Regions from separate parts of the Mus musculus genome. Here region 2 is linked to region 1. The links are chromatin contacts, called in public HiCAR-type maps. All regions are on one chromosome and are shown on one strand. Each heading gives the region's core, a stretch centred on a gene start, on an enhancer-like site or on the middle of the called end of the contact. The rest is flanking DNA. Distances are from core to core; before and after follow the strand shown. Region 1 holds the start of Rxfp3 (relaxin family peptide receptor 3). Region 2 holds the start of Golph3 (golgi phosphoprotein 3).

The links. HiCAR-type assays count read pairs that join an accessible place to other places.
Region 2: a HiCAR-type map of astrocytes shows a contact between it and region 1, with 3 times the contacts expected there. The contact joins the promoter of Golph3 here to the promoter of Rxfp3 in region 1. A contact is called at or near these places in 1 of 39 promoter capture datasets (hippocampal neurons) and 1 of 115 datasets of contacts at active chromatin or transcription factors (astrocytes).

The regions. Positions count from the first base shown.
Region 1 is chr15:11,034,144-11,040,234 of GRCm38.p6, forward strand. Rxfp3 (relaxin family peptide receptor 3) reads right to left here and starts at 3,825. Exons shown (of 1, transcript NM_178717.3): 1 at 1-3,825. The coding sequence starts at 3,141. The coding sequence ends at 1,723.
Region 2 is chr15:12,318,586-12,324,676 of GRCm38.p6, forward strand. Golph3 (golgi phosphoprotein 3) reads left to right here and starts at 2,911. Exons shown (of 4, transcript NM_025673.2): 1 at 2,911-3,371. The coding sequence starts at 3,147. Gm52210 (a long non-coding RNA gene) reads right to left here and starts at 1,993. Exons shown (of 2, transcript XR_003951630.1): 1 at 1,316-1,993; 2 at 1-1,148.

The sequences.
Region 1 (6,091 bases), core at 2,575-5,074:
AACTATCCAACTATGAGCATTAGGGGCTCACAGTCCACCCTTTGTTGTTCTGGTTGCTAGCCAATACCAATACCAATATCACCATAGGGCAATGGGAGGACTAATGTTGCTACTTTAAAACAATACCTCAGGACTTGCTTTGATTTATTTATTTATTTATTTATTTATTTATTATTTGCTTTTTGTGGGAAGGTATCTGAGTGTAACTACTATATGGCAGAAAGCATGGCTTTGATGGCAGGCGTGTAGACTCCATATCCCAAGCTTTAACTCTCATATGTAACAGTGCAATTTTGACAAAATTATCAACCAATCCCATAGTTCAGAAGGTCATTTGAGCAGCAAGGCTTCTCTAATGGTCCCTTATGGTATTAAAGTGACCACACTGCAATTGGAGGTACCTACTTCACCAGCCTCTTTACCCCAGACTAAGCCAAATAGAACTGTAGTCTCTCTATTGATCCTGAATGATCAATATTATTATTCTCAATTATTTTCTCAATTATTGAGGAATGGTGAGGTTAATATTGATCTCTGTCCTCAGAACAGTCTCAAGAAGAGACTCTGAGAAGATCTTAAGATCTCAGACTGTTCCTAGAACTGAGCTGTCACGAGGAGTGGCCTCACTCTGCAGAGACAGCCCTGCAGCTGTCCTGCATATTCAGATGAGTAAAATATTCAAGCCCCTGGAACTTGGTTAGGGTAGTCTACTCAAGTTCTGACTCTCACCTTCTTTTGTTAGTTACAGGAGCAATACCTTTACTCATAAGATTCTGGCGATGCCCTTGAGAACAGAAATCTTCCCCTTAGGAGAGATTTGACTTAAATCCTCCTTCCCACTTTGAAAGAGCAATCTTCGGCTTCTAGAGAACAACTAGACAGCATCTCCTGCGCTTCTAACATCATTGAACCATCTCTCTATCTGCCAATCCAGTTTATCATCCCAGTCAGCTCGGTTCCCAAAGAGTAAGGAGGGGGGGCTCCTAATGTTCCCACACCCCCAGCAGAGCTTTTCCGGATGCTTGCTGGTTCACCTCCAACAATAGACCAGAGCGCCAGGTCTCCAGACTGCCCTCAAGACATTCCGGATAACTAGGCTTCCGGAGACACTTATGCAGTCCCCCTGTTCCTTCAGGGTCTCTCTGTTTCGTACCCTCTAATCACAGTGCTCTCTTTGGCACCTCATGCCACTGCCTAAAGACTCCCGGTGACATCTCTGCTCAGATGCGTGGTATGGCGAGGAGGAGATCAGTCTCAGCTCGTGCACATTAGCCCTGTCGAGGGTGATAAAGGATACCGGGGTTTAACTTCTCATTCTTTCCCAGATGGTTACAGCAAGTTAGATGCTTGCTTGGGACACTCCCAGGTCAAAGAGCTTAGGAAAGGCTATATGAGCACCAACTCCTACACAACTCAATCCCTCTGCTTCTCTGATCCTTCCCCAGCTTCTGGGTGTCCCAGTGTTCAGCGCGCACGTGCAGAAATGGGGCTTGGGATAGAAGGCATGGAGTGGGAACTAGGAGGCAAGGCTGCTTGCTCTATCTGGTCCCAGGTATTCCTTCCTTAATGTGATTTCTGCAGGGACAGTCCTCCTCTGGCGCCGTCACAGTGCTCTTCCCCACATCCCTTTCCCAGGAATTTCTCCATTCTCACCCCTTCAGCCTCCAAACTGTTCTCCCTTCCCTCTCCTTTTCCTTGAAAGACCTTGAGCCTTGGCAGGTCTCAGTAGGCAGAGCTACTAGGGAGCAGGTCGTAGCGACCCCCGCTGTAGACCACCACACCGGGTGGATAGTAGATCAGGTCAGGTTCGGCAGCAGCATTAAGCGGCGCCAGGGCCTGCAGCCCGTGATCTTCAGGTTCTGGCTTGGTGGTGGCGGTGAAAGGGCGCATGTTGGTGAGCGAAGGCGAGGCTATCCGCCACAGCAGGTTCTTGAGCGCCTTGCGGAACTCGCGGCGCACTAAGCAGTAGAGGATCGGGTTGAGGCAGCTGTTGGAGTGCGCCAGGCACACGCTGACTGGGAACGCGTACACTTGGCACTGAAAGTACTCCTGGCTGAAGGGCACGGCGTTGAACTTGATGAGGATGCTCCAGGTGGTAAGCGCCTGGTTGGGCAGCCAACACAGGAAGAAGGAGAGGACGACGATGGTCACCGACTTGGTGACCTTGGAGCGTCTCCTAGCGCTGGCTGTACTCAGGCCTCCCCCAGGCGCTGCTGCTGCTCCTACTGCATCTGTTGTCCCAACTACGCGACGGTCGGAGATGAAGCGCACAAGCAACAGGTAACACAGACTGATGATGCTCAGCGGCAGCAGGAAGCCCAGCAGCACCTTCTGCAGGTGGTACAAACCCAGCCAGAACTGCCTGTCCCAGCCCAGTAGCTTGTCTGGAAAGTGCATGAGGCAGAGCTCCTCACCCAACACCCTGATGGTGGTGGAAAAAATGGCATTGGGCAGCGAGGCCAGCGCAGCCGAAGCCCAGATCAACCCACACAGCACCTTGGCTGAAAAACAGCAGCTCTCCCTCAAGCTCTGGCCGCAGCAGTCGCCACGGCCACGCCCTCGGGTCCGATGGCTCTTGAGAGCCGAGGCCACCGAGTGGTAGCGCGCCACGCTCATAGCAGTGAGGAAGAAGACGCTGGCGTACATGTTCATGGATGTCACCATGGACACGATCTTACACATGGCCTTGCCGAAGGGCCACTTGAAGTCTAGTGCGTTCTCCACAGCCCAAAAGGGCAGAGTGAGCACGAACTGAAAGTCAGTCAGTGCCAGGTTAGTGACAAAGAGGTTGATGGAGGATTTGCGCCAGCCTTGCTTGCTCTTCATCAGGTAGAGAACCAGCAGGTTGCCGGCCAGTCCCAGGGCACAAACCACCCAGTAAACCGCGCTGATGAGGATCCGTACCCTGGCCTCAGTGTCTGTGCTCTCTGCCCCGCCGCCACCCGGAGGATGCCCAGGCGCCGCACCGTCTGGCAACTCTAGCCCCAGCTCCCACCACAGATCCTGAAGCTGCAGCGACGCATTGCCGCTGGCGTTGGCCACTTCCAGCAAGTCTGGGGTCAGAGCGAAGAATTCTGAGAGCTCATCACCCGCAGCTGCTTTCCTCACGGTGGCCGCGGGGGTTGCAGAAGCCACCTGCATGCTCAGGTGCGCCTTAGTCACGTTCTGCAAGCCGACTACCGAGAGTCAGCGCTTGCTCCGGGTGTGGTACCCAGGCGGGCGCGCAAAGCAGGTGCCTGAGCTTTCTATGTAGACGCTCAAAAGGGCTCCTGGAAACTGGATGCTGAGCCGCGTTGGCGCCCAGAACCGCCTTGGGCGCAGGGGTTGGCTGCACTCAGCATCAGTTCTTGGTGGGTTTAGAAGAGAGGATAGTTCTAGGCAAGTGGCTGGGGATCAAGGTTCCTCCTGGTGAGAACTGAGTCTCCAGCTACCTACTCTAAGACTGAGTCATACCCCTCTGCTTTCCTGCTGTCACTTAGATGCAGTCCCCTACTCAGGAGCACGGCTCTCCCAGTACCTTTGTTGGCTTCTGAGGTTGCCCGGAGGAGTTTCTCTCCTTCTAGAGGAAAACAGATCGTGGACATCTGTGTCTCGCTCTGACTGCCTGAAGGCTGATTCACGCCATCACTTCCTGGAGCTCCGTTGGTGTTTTCTGTGTGTCCGATATTGTCAACCCCCAGTGAGTTGCCAGCGTTTGATGAGTTACATTGGCACCCACCTCTGCTGAGAGCCCCGAAGAGCTTGCATAATCTCCGTGCGAGAAGATGGGGGTGCTTTCCGAAGTGCTGAACCCCGCGCGCCACGCAGGGAGAGGCAGAGTCTACTGGCAACTAACTCCCCTTTGTTCCAAGTTGCAGAAGGAGTGGTCTTAGTCTTTTATTTTCTCGGTGTCTGGAGTGAGTCTGAGTCTGCTTTCTTCCTTTCTTATTTTTATTAGGACGAGGTTTTTTTTTCTCCTTTCTCCCCACCTTAACACAATAGTTTGTTTCTCCCACTTACACAATAGTAACACCCTTTGTTCTTTAAATCAAATAACCAATCTTTTCCTAGTACTCAAACTGAAGCCCCATCTCCCCTCTAATTAGCTGAACACTTACCTGGTGTCAGATTGGCAGAATTCTAAGGGTTGATGTTTGCCTGGAATTGAGTATATTTTAAGAACTGAAGCTACAGGGGGCCGTGGGGAGGGGGAGACGTGTTACGTCTCAACTTTGCAGTTTATTTAGATGCCAGGTTAGTTGCTCTTAGAAGGACTTAAGGAAGCTGAAGTGTTTTCTTGACAGAAGAACTAACCTGAAAAACAAGTATGCTAAGCATGCAGTAATTGCCCTCACTTCTGGGATAATACTTGACTTTACTAACAGTAATTGGGGATATACGGACAGATGGAGCGAAAGAGATAAAGACTTGTAATCAGTCAAAGGAACAATAAAAGAGAAAAGAGGTCCTCGGCAACCTTAAACAGTCTTAATTCCAAAGTGGACTTTAAAAGGGCACTTCGCTGCAGACGCTGCATTTCTCGATTTTACCAATAGAGGTCGCAAGAGCTTCAGTAAAAAAAAAAATCAACTGGCCTTCGATCAGTTTTAATATGTTGAAGTTCTCTGCCCTGGTAATTCTGTGCTTCTGTGGACCCCTCCTTGCATCCTGGCTTTATAGCCTCGCCTTCAAGCGCACGTTCTCACTTTAAAAAAGCGTTTTCTTCCTCTGCCAATTTCTTTCTTTTTTATTGTATTTCAAGGGCTACTGAAAACCAAGGAAACCTGTGGTGATACGGAAAGTCCTATGCAGTAAAGGTCTTAGTCTGCTCACTCATCTAACAAATACTTACTTAGCCTCGCTTTGTTAGGTGTTATTCCATGACTAGAAGACTTTATGGTAAGTACAATCTGTAGAGTTCACACTCAGATGGGTGATACAAATAGTTAAGAGTTGTGTGATTGTAATATAAGTAGAAAAACAAAGCAAAATGAATCATAAACCATGTCTAATGAAGTTTGAACTTCCTGAGACTGTCAGGAGGCAGACACTGAGACAGACACTGAGCATAGGGGCTGCTGATATTATTAAGAAGAGAGTCCTATTGACTTCTGGCCACTAAAGAAATGAAGCCAAGGGGATTAGATAGAGCTCAGAAATACTGACGAGTGCTCTGCTCTTTGGAGGTCTGTGGTATAGGCTGAGAGATTCACTTAGCTAACTGCCAAAGCAAAAGAATGAAGTCATGAGTTTGGCCCTCTGGGGTCTTTGGTGTGTGTCTCTCATCTGAGAAGTCATTTTAGTCTAAAGTATAATTTCCAGGTTTTGGAAACATTGACATTCTGACTCAGGTGACCATCACTCTTGACCTGTCTCCACTAGATATTAGTAACGGTTTTCTCTCCTGCCGTGTATTCCAAAATGTCTCTGTAAATGGCAAGGTGTTGCCTGTAGCAAACACTCCCCTTTCTTGTATTTTTAAGAATCTATGATCTAAAGGCAGTGTCAGGGGAGCGGTGCACTGGAGGATGTGGGAAATCCTTTGTGGTCTCATTCCCATTTCTAGGAAAATAATCCAAAAGGCATTGCCTTTAGGCAGGAGTTAAAAGTATGTGTACAGAAGTGGCATAGTATACTGTCTTAGGCTAGGTGCACGCCCCTCTCATCATTGATGCAGTGCATCTTCCCAACTACAGAGCCTTGACCCTCCTCGATGCTCCTCAGTTAAACTACAGTGGAGCTGATGATACTGCTAAGAGCATTATGTCTGATTGTTGCTCAAAGGGGGAGATTTTCCTAGGGAGTCAGAAGCTAAGACTCCTGGCCTCCATCTGTAGTGAGGTAAGTTGATCTCCTGGTTCTGAATTCTGCCTCCATCATGTGCTGAGGGATGTTTCAGGTCACCCAGGGGCTGTAACCGTAGCTATGGGATACCCTGCTGCTAGTGTTACACAGGCATCTTAGAGTGAGGAGGGTCCCAAAGGCCAGTAAGTGTTTGTATCTTTACAGCCTGATTCTTACACACCTCCCAGTGATGCTCCAGATGACACTCCTCAAACGGGCACTCCAAGTCTTAGAGGTTGTGCAGAGGTCTAAGGCTCTCAGGCTTAGG
Region 2 (6,091 bases), core at 1,661-4,160, 1.3 Mb after region 1:
CTTGCGTATGTTCATTTTAGTGAGTCATTGGTCTGGTTCGAGGCCTCTGGCTGCCTGCTGCACTGTCACTGCTGGATCCTCACTGGGATTCCTCTCAGCTCTCCTCTTCTGGCCCCGTGTCATGGAGATCCTGCGGCTTTGGGTCTGGACAGCCAGCCCCTTCCGAAGCTCCCGAGCTCCAGCAGTTCATCAATGGGGTAGATGTTGGAGTTGGTCAGCTCAAAGCCCTGGATCAGCCTGGATGGCAGCCGAGTTGGTCAGCCCACCCTCTTTCCTGCAACCTGTATTGTACCACCATAGCCAGCTTCCCTGCTTTGCCCAGATGAAAGGTAGGGACAGCTCTCCTGCCTACAGTAGCAGTCAAGGGTCAGGCTTGGCTCTCCTGAGTTCATGCCATTGGGGCCAGCTCTCCTGTGCCCACACCACCAGGGCCAGCTCTACCACGTTACCCCCGTGAGCTCCTGTCTGTCCTCCCCAATGCTGCAGCCAGCGAGGGGTGGGACCAGCTACCCCTAGGAATATTTGTTTCTTAAATCTTCCTCTCCTTGCTCCTCCTTTTCCTTCCTGCTTTTCTTTTTCCTTTCCTCTCCTTTTCCTTTCTTTTCTCTTACTGGGTATGTTAGGAAATCTAATTGGTGAGGAGGGTGCCTTTGGCAGACCCATGTAAAAGGGTGCCCCTGAGAAATTCCACCACACAGACCTGGTGTGAAAGATATTCAGGGAAGAGAGTGGAGTGAGAGCCTGGGAAAGCAGAAGAGGCAGGCAAGTGGGTATGTAGACATGCAGACAGATGGCACGAGGGCAGAGAAAAGGGTGGGGGGCGGGGGAGAGAAAGAGAGGTGTATTATCTACATGGAAAAATTAATGGAGAAATAACAGGAAAACAGGAAAATAAAAAGAAGCAAAATTATTATAAAATTTGAATTGGAAAAATCACGTACCGGCAAGTGAATAGATAGAACCAGATATGGATGGGGGTGGAGTGGGGGGTGGGGGTGGGAATCAAGATGTCTACCGCTGGAAGTTTAAGCCACATTCAAGGTGAAGGTGATGAGGATTCACATTTAAAACAACTGCAGCTGGGTGCTGCTGGTGCTCGCCTTTAGTCCCAGCTTGTGGCAGAGGCAGGATAAACCCTGTTTCCAAAACTAAAAAACAAACAAACAAAAAGCCCTCAAAACCAAAGCAAATAACAAATTGTGATCATTCCTTAGGTACTGCTCCTATCTCATCTATCTATCTATCTATCTATCTATCTATCTATCTATCTATCTATCTATCTATCTAGTGTGTGTTTTATGTCTGCTGTTCTTACCTGTTCATGAACTTGTAGAGGCCAGACGTTGACCTCAGGCATCCTCTTTAACTGTTTCACAGGCTTCCAGGATCTGTCTTTCTTAGCTTCCTAAGGCTGCTATTACAGGAATGTACTTGGTGCTCATGAGTGCTGGGATTTGAACTTTGGTCCTCACGCTAGCTCAGCAAGCTGTTGACCCACTGAGCCATTCGCTGGGCCCTCACACTGTTTCTGAGGCAAGGCTTCTTATTGGGACCTAGGCACTTACCCATTTGCTTGCCCATGTGGCGAGGCTCACTGGCAAGGAAGCCTCCAGGAATCTGCCTCTGCCTCCCAGATGCCAGTTTCTAATTTGTCCTCAAGTACTGTGCCCACTGACTACCTCCCCAACGAAGCTTCACATCTTACCCCATTTAAAAAAAAAAAAAAATCTCCGCAGGGACAGGAGCAACTAGCCGAACAGGCAGAGCCTGTACGCACAGCTTTGTGCTTTTTGGATTTAACCTTCTGAGTTAAATAACCATTTAATTTACAAAGGACATTTAAAGTCAGTTGGCAAAGAATGACCAGAAAGGTGAAGGAACAAAAAGGTGACGTGAATGGGAGAAACTGGCTGAGGACACATTTTTTTTTTTTTTTTTTTTTCAGGAAAAAGGGAAGGTAGCTTGGGGCTGTGGGTGGGAGGACCTACTGGGACTTACTGTCCCCGTAGGAGTTGAGACAACGTATTTGGGCGCGGGGAATATTCTGTCTAAACCTGGCTTACTCACTGCGTATGGTTACTGTTTATTTTAAATAATACTGGACAGACCTACGATACCGTTTTTGGATAATGTTTTCTCATAAGACCCGCCCTTCTACTTCTCCAAACCCTTCTCAGGTTTGGCAGTTTTTCCTTTAACTTGATTTGCACAAACTGCCAAAGGGATTGAACCTAGTAATTACATCGAAAATAGATTTAGGGCTACAAAGACGTGGCATGAAACTCAAGAGGTTTACTGTCGCTATAAAAGAATCCTAAGGTCGGCTGTCCTAACAGTACAGTGCGCCCTGACCACTTTACAGCCGCAGTCGGAGGTAGGAAAGTTTTACAAACACAATTCGTCAATTTGTTTAACCTCTCTACGCCAGAGCACAGTACATGAACAGCTTTAAACGCCCGAGTGTAGATGACTCCTTTTGAAACTCGGGAGTTTCACAGGCGAAGAGCCAAGTCCTCCCCGTAGGTAGTGAGGACCCGGGCTATAGTGGCTGATCCCCAGGGATGCTGAGGTCTCAGTGGGGTCCGCCCTAGCCTGGCCTCGGCTTCTGGGATCCAGGAGAGATCTCACTGGTCGCTGGCGCCAGGCCGGACCTTTAGAGTGAACTGAGAGGCGGATGAAAGCCGGGCAGGTCACCGATCGCAAACCTTTCGTCTCCAGACTCAGGGCCACTAGCGAGTCCAGAAGCTCAAGTGTCCGCCGAAGTGGGAGGCGGCTAGCCACGCCCCCCGCTCGCGCCGCTTCCGGCACCCCGGCCCCGCCCCGCGCCGGCGCTGCCACATCCTCCGGTGACGTCAGCGCGCGCCGCCATATTGGGAAGCGCCACCGCCGCCGCCGCCTCCGCTCGGGCTCCTGGGCTGTGTGGGGGGCCACAGCCGCGGGCTGAAGGCTCCCTTGTGTACCCCATCGACGCCCGGCCCGCCGGCTTCGCCCAGCTCCGGCTCCTCATGACCGCCTTCGGCCCCGCAGCCCACGGACATCGCCCCAGCTCCAAGAATTAACACGGAAGCTCCCGGGGCCGGGGCCGTGAGGGAGAGCCGGCCGGTCCCGCGTCCCTGTCGGTCCGGCGCGGCTCTTGTGCGGGAGCCATGACCTCGCTGACCCAGCGGAGCTCGGGCCTGGTGCAGCGGCGCACCGAGGCCTCCCGGAACGCTGCCGACAAGGAGCGGGCGGCGGGAGGCGGCGGCGGCAGCGGCGAGGACGAGGCGCAGAGCCGCCGCGACGAGCAGGACGACGACGACAAGGGCGACTCCAAGGAAACGCGGCTGACCCTGATGGAGGAGGTGCTCCTGCTGGGCCTCAAGGACCGAGAGGTGCGGGCGCCGCGGCCCCGGCCGGGGTGGCAGCCGGGGTGGCAGCGGGACCCGGGTGGCTCCAGGTGGGGCCCGGGTGGGCGCTGGCCGAGGCCTCACCTGTCCCTGCTTCCGGAGCCCCGCGCCCCTGAGCGCCCTCTCGTCCCAAGGAGTGTGGGAGTCAGCCCTCTCCGGCTGCGCTCCGAGTGCTCCCGATCCTCCCGGTACCAAGTGCTCGCTTGGGTTTTCCCGTCCTCTGCTCACAAGCACTCTTAGTTCCGAAGTCTTGGCGATCTTTGCGTTTCTTCTTCTTCGCCGTCTGCCGCAAATAATGGCAACTCCAACCCAAGACTGTTGAGATCTAAAGACTCGGGGCTACCGCGGCTCCCAAGTATTGAGTTTTTGCAGGTTTTAAGACCCGGGAGAGGTTCGCGGATCTACTTGCTGTCGGCCCTCTTTCTTATGTAAAACTTGAGTTGCGGCGCGCGGTTAAGAAATTAGCAAAGTTGTTTTTACTGGGTATTGTTTTAAAAAGTCAATACTAAGTTGATATAAAACCTAGGAAGTTACTTTTTGGATGAACTTGGTTTGAGCGAGCGATGAGTTAGTTTTGCGGTTAGATCTGCTGTCGTCCTTTCCGTTTTGCCATTTTAAGGGAGGGCTTGTGAAGAGCTGGGAGGAATACCAAGTTTGCGCTTTGATGAAAGACTGCAAAGATTTAGGTAGGCTTAAGTTGTGTTCTGACGTTTGGAAAGGTCACCCCAGATATTTAGGAATTTCACACATATAAGTTGAAAAAGTGCAAGTGTCCGTCTTTTAAATGTCTGGATTCTGTAGTTAATGTTTGATTGATTTTATTAATACCCATCCATCTCTAAAGATGATTATTTTTAAGGGCAGACTTGCAGGATTGGATGTTTCATAAATCATGTATGATGAGGTGGCCCGGAAGTTTGTTTCGTTTCAGTGTGGAAACTCTAGACAACACATTTTGAGAGTCAGACAGAAAGGTATTGGATCTTGTTTTTAAATACGTTTTCAGAATTCAGGAAGGAGGACAAGAAACAAACCAGAACAAAACTCAGTTCATCCTATAAAACAGTTTTTTAGTTCCTCAGACTTAGCAGCGGTAGAGAGCTGAGTTTTTCCAGGGACTGTTTGTGGTTCCCGGATATTAGATACTACCCAGGGAAGTGCTTCTTGATGCCTTAATACCATTCAGCTTGAAGACACTTAATGGCCCTCAGGCTGTGAAAGGGGCACAGTACCTGTTTAATTACAGTTATTATGAGGAATGCGGTGGTGTGTGTTTCATTTTTAGTTGTGGAGTGAAAAGCTAGATGTTAGTGTGTGGCAATGCGATTTTAGAGAGCATTCACTTAGGAAGTAATTAGATTTTGAAAGCAGGCTTCTTGTAATACACATTTATCTTTCCTTCCCTCCTTCCCTACTTTGGAACAAAACAGATTATGAGACATTTCTAGGAAGTACAAGAAAAACAAAATGAAGGTTACATTCCTGGGTCAGCATTTTGGTTCTGTATGCTAGAACTCGGTAAAGCTACAACGGAACAAAAAAAATTATTTTTGGTATTGTCACATTGAGAAACAATGGTGGAAAAATACCTTTTACTTTAGAAGCCTTACTCTGAATTTTTAATATAAAGCTGTTACCAGTTATTTTTCTGTGATTGGTTCCCGTGAAGATAATCTGAAGAATTTTTTGAATTTAATGCTACTACAACATTCAACTAGTTTTGTTTTGTTTTGTTTTTTAAACAATGGAAGTTCTTTGATGGCAGGTAACTGAGACCATCTGTTGTGGTTGTTTTGTATAAGTATACTTCATAAGTCATGGCCAAGGTTCAGCCAGGCACTAATTTGTAGCATGTGGGGGTGGGCACTTGTTTTTAAAAAAATGTAGGTACATATTTTTTCTTTCATCAAGTGTGTACACAGTAGTGACTAGTCCTATAAACCTATCACCCAGTCTATTTGGGGGATGGTCCCCTTGTCTTTTTTTTTTTTTTTTTTTTTTAAAAGACAAAGTCTTGGTTTCCTGGCTCTGTTTCCGTAGCCACTTAAGCTTTGTTCAATTTGTTATTAACTTAGGTTCTAGGGATTGGGAATATACAGCTCGGTTGATAGAGTGCTTTGGATGAAGTTCTGAATTTGATTCCTTCCTCTGCACAGACTGGGCTTGGAAGCCCATCATGCCTATACTTCCACTTGGGAGGCAAGCCTATCAGAAGTTCAGGGTCACCTTCACCTACATAGAAAGTCAGAGGCCAGCCTGGGCTACATGAGAAGCCATTGGCTTCAGATTATTTACATGGAGTTTTGTTTAAAGTCTTTGTTAGGTCTCAAACTCAGGAAGTATAGCTGCTAGCCAAGGTGCCTATCAGAGCAGACACTGGCTACCTGTCTCAGCATCGCCTATACCTGTTAAGAGTCCTGACTCTTCTTAGCACTTTCATCCAGCCCTCCTACCCTCAACCTCTGCAGCCCCTGAGCTTCACTCCCTTCCCTCAGCTGCTCTGCTCTCTATAACCCTGCCTTTTGGCTATGTGGTCTCTTGGCCTCTTGCTCTCTTTGTCTCCTGGCTTACTCCAGCCTCTTGGCTCTTGTTTCTTCTCTCCAGCCTCCTATCCCCCTCACATGCCAGGTTCAGAGTGGACCTTTCCAGATGCCTGTTTATCCCCTCTACACTAAACCTTCCTACTTCAAACCTAGGAACAGTCA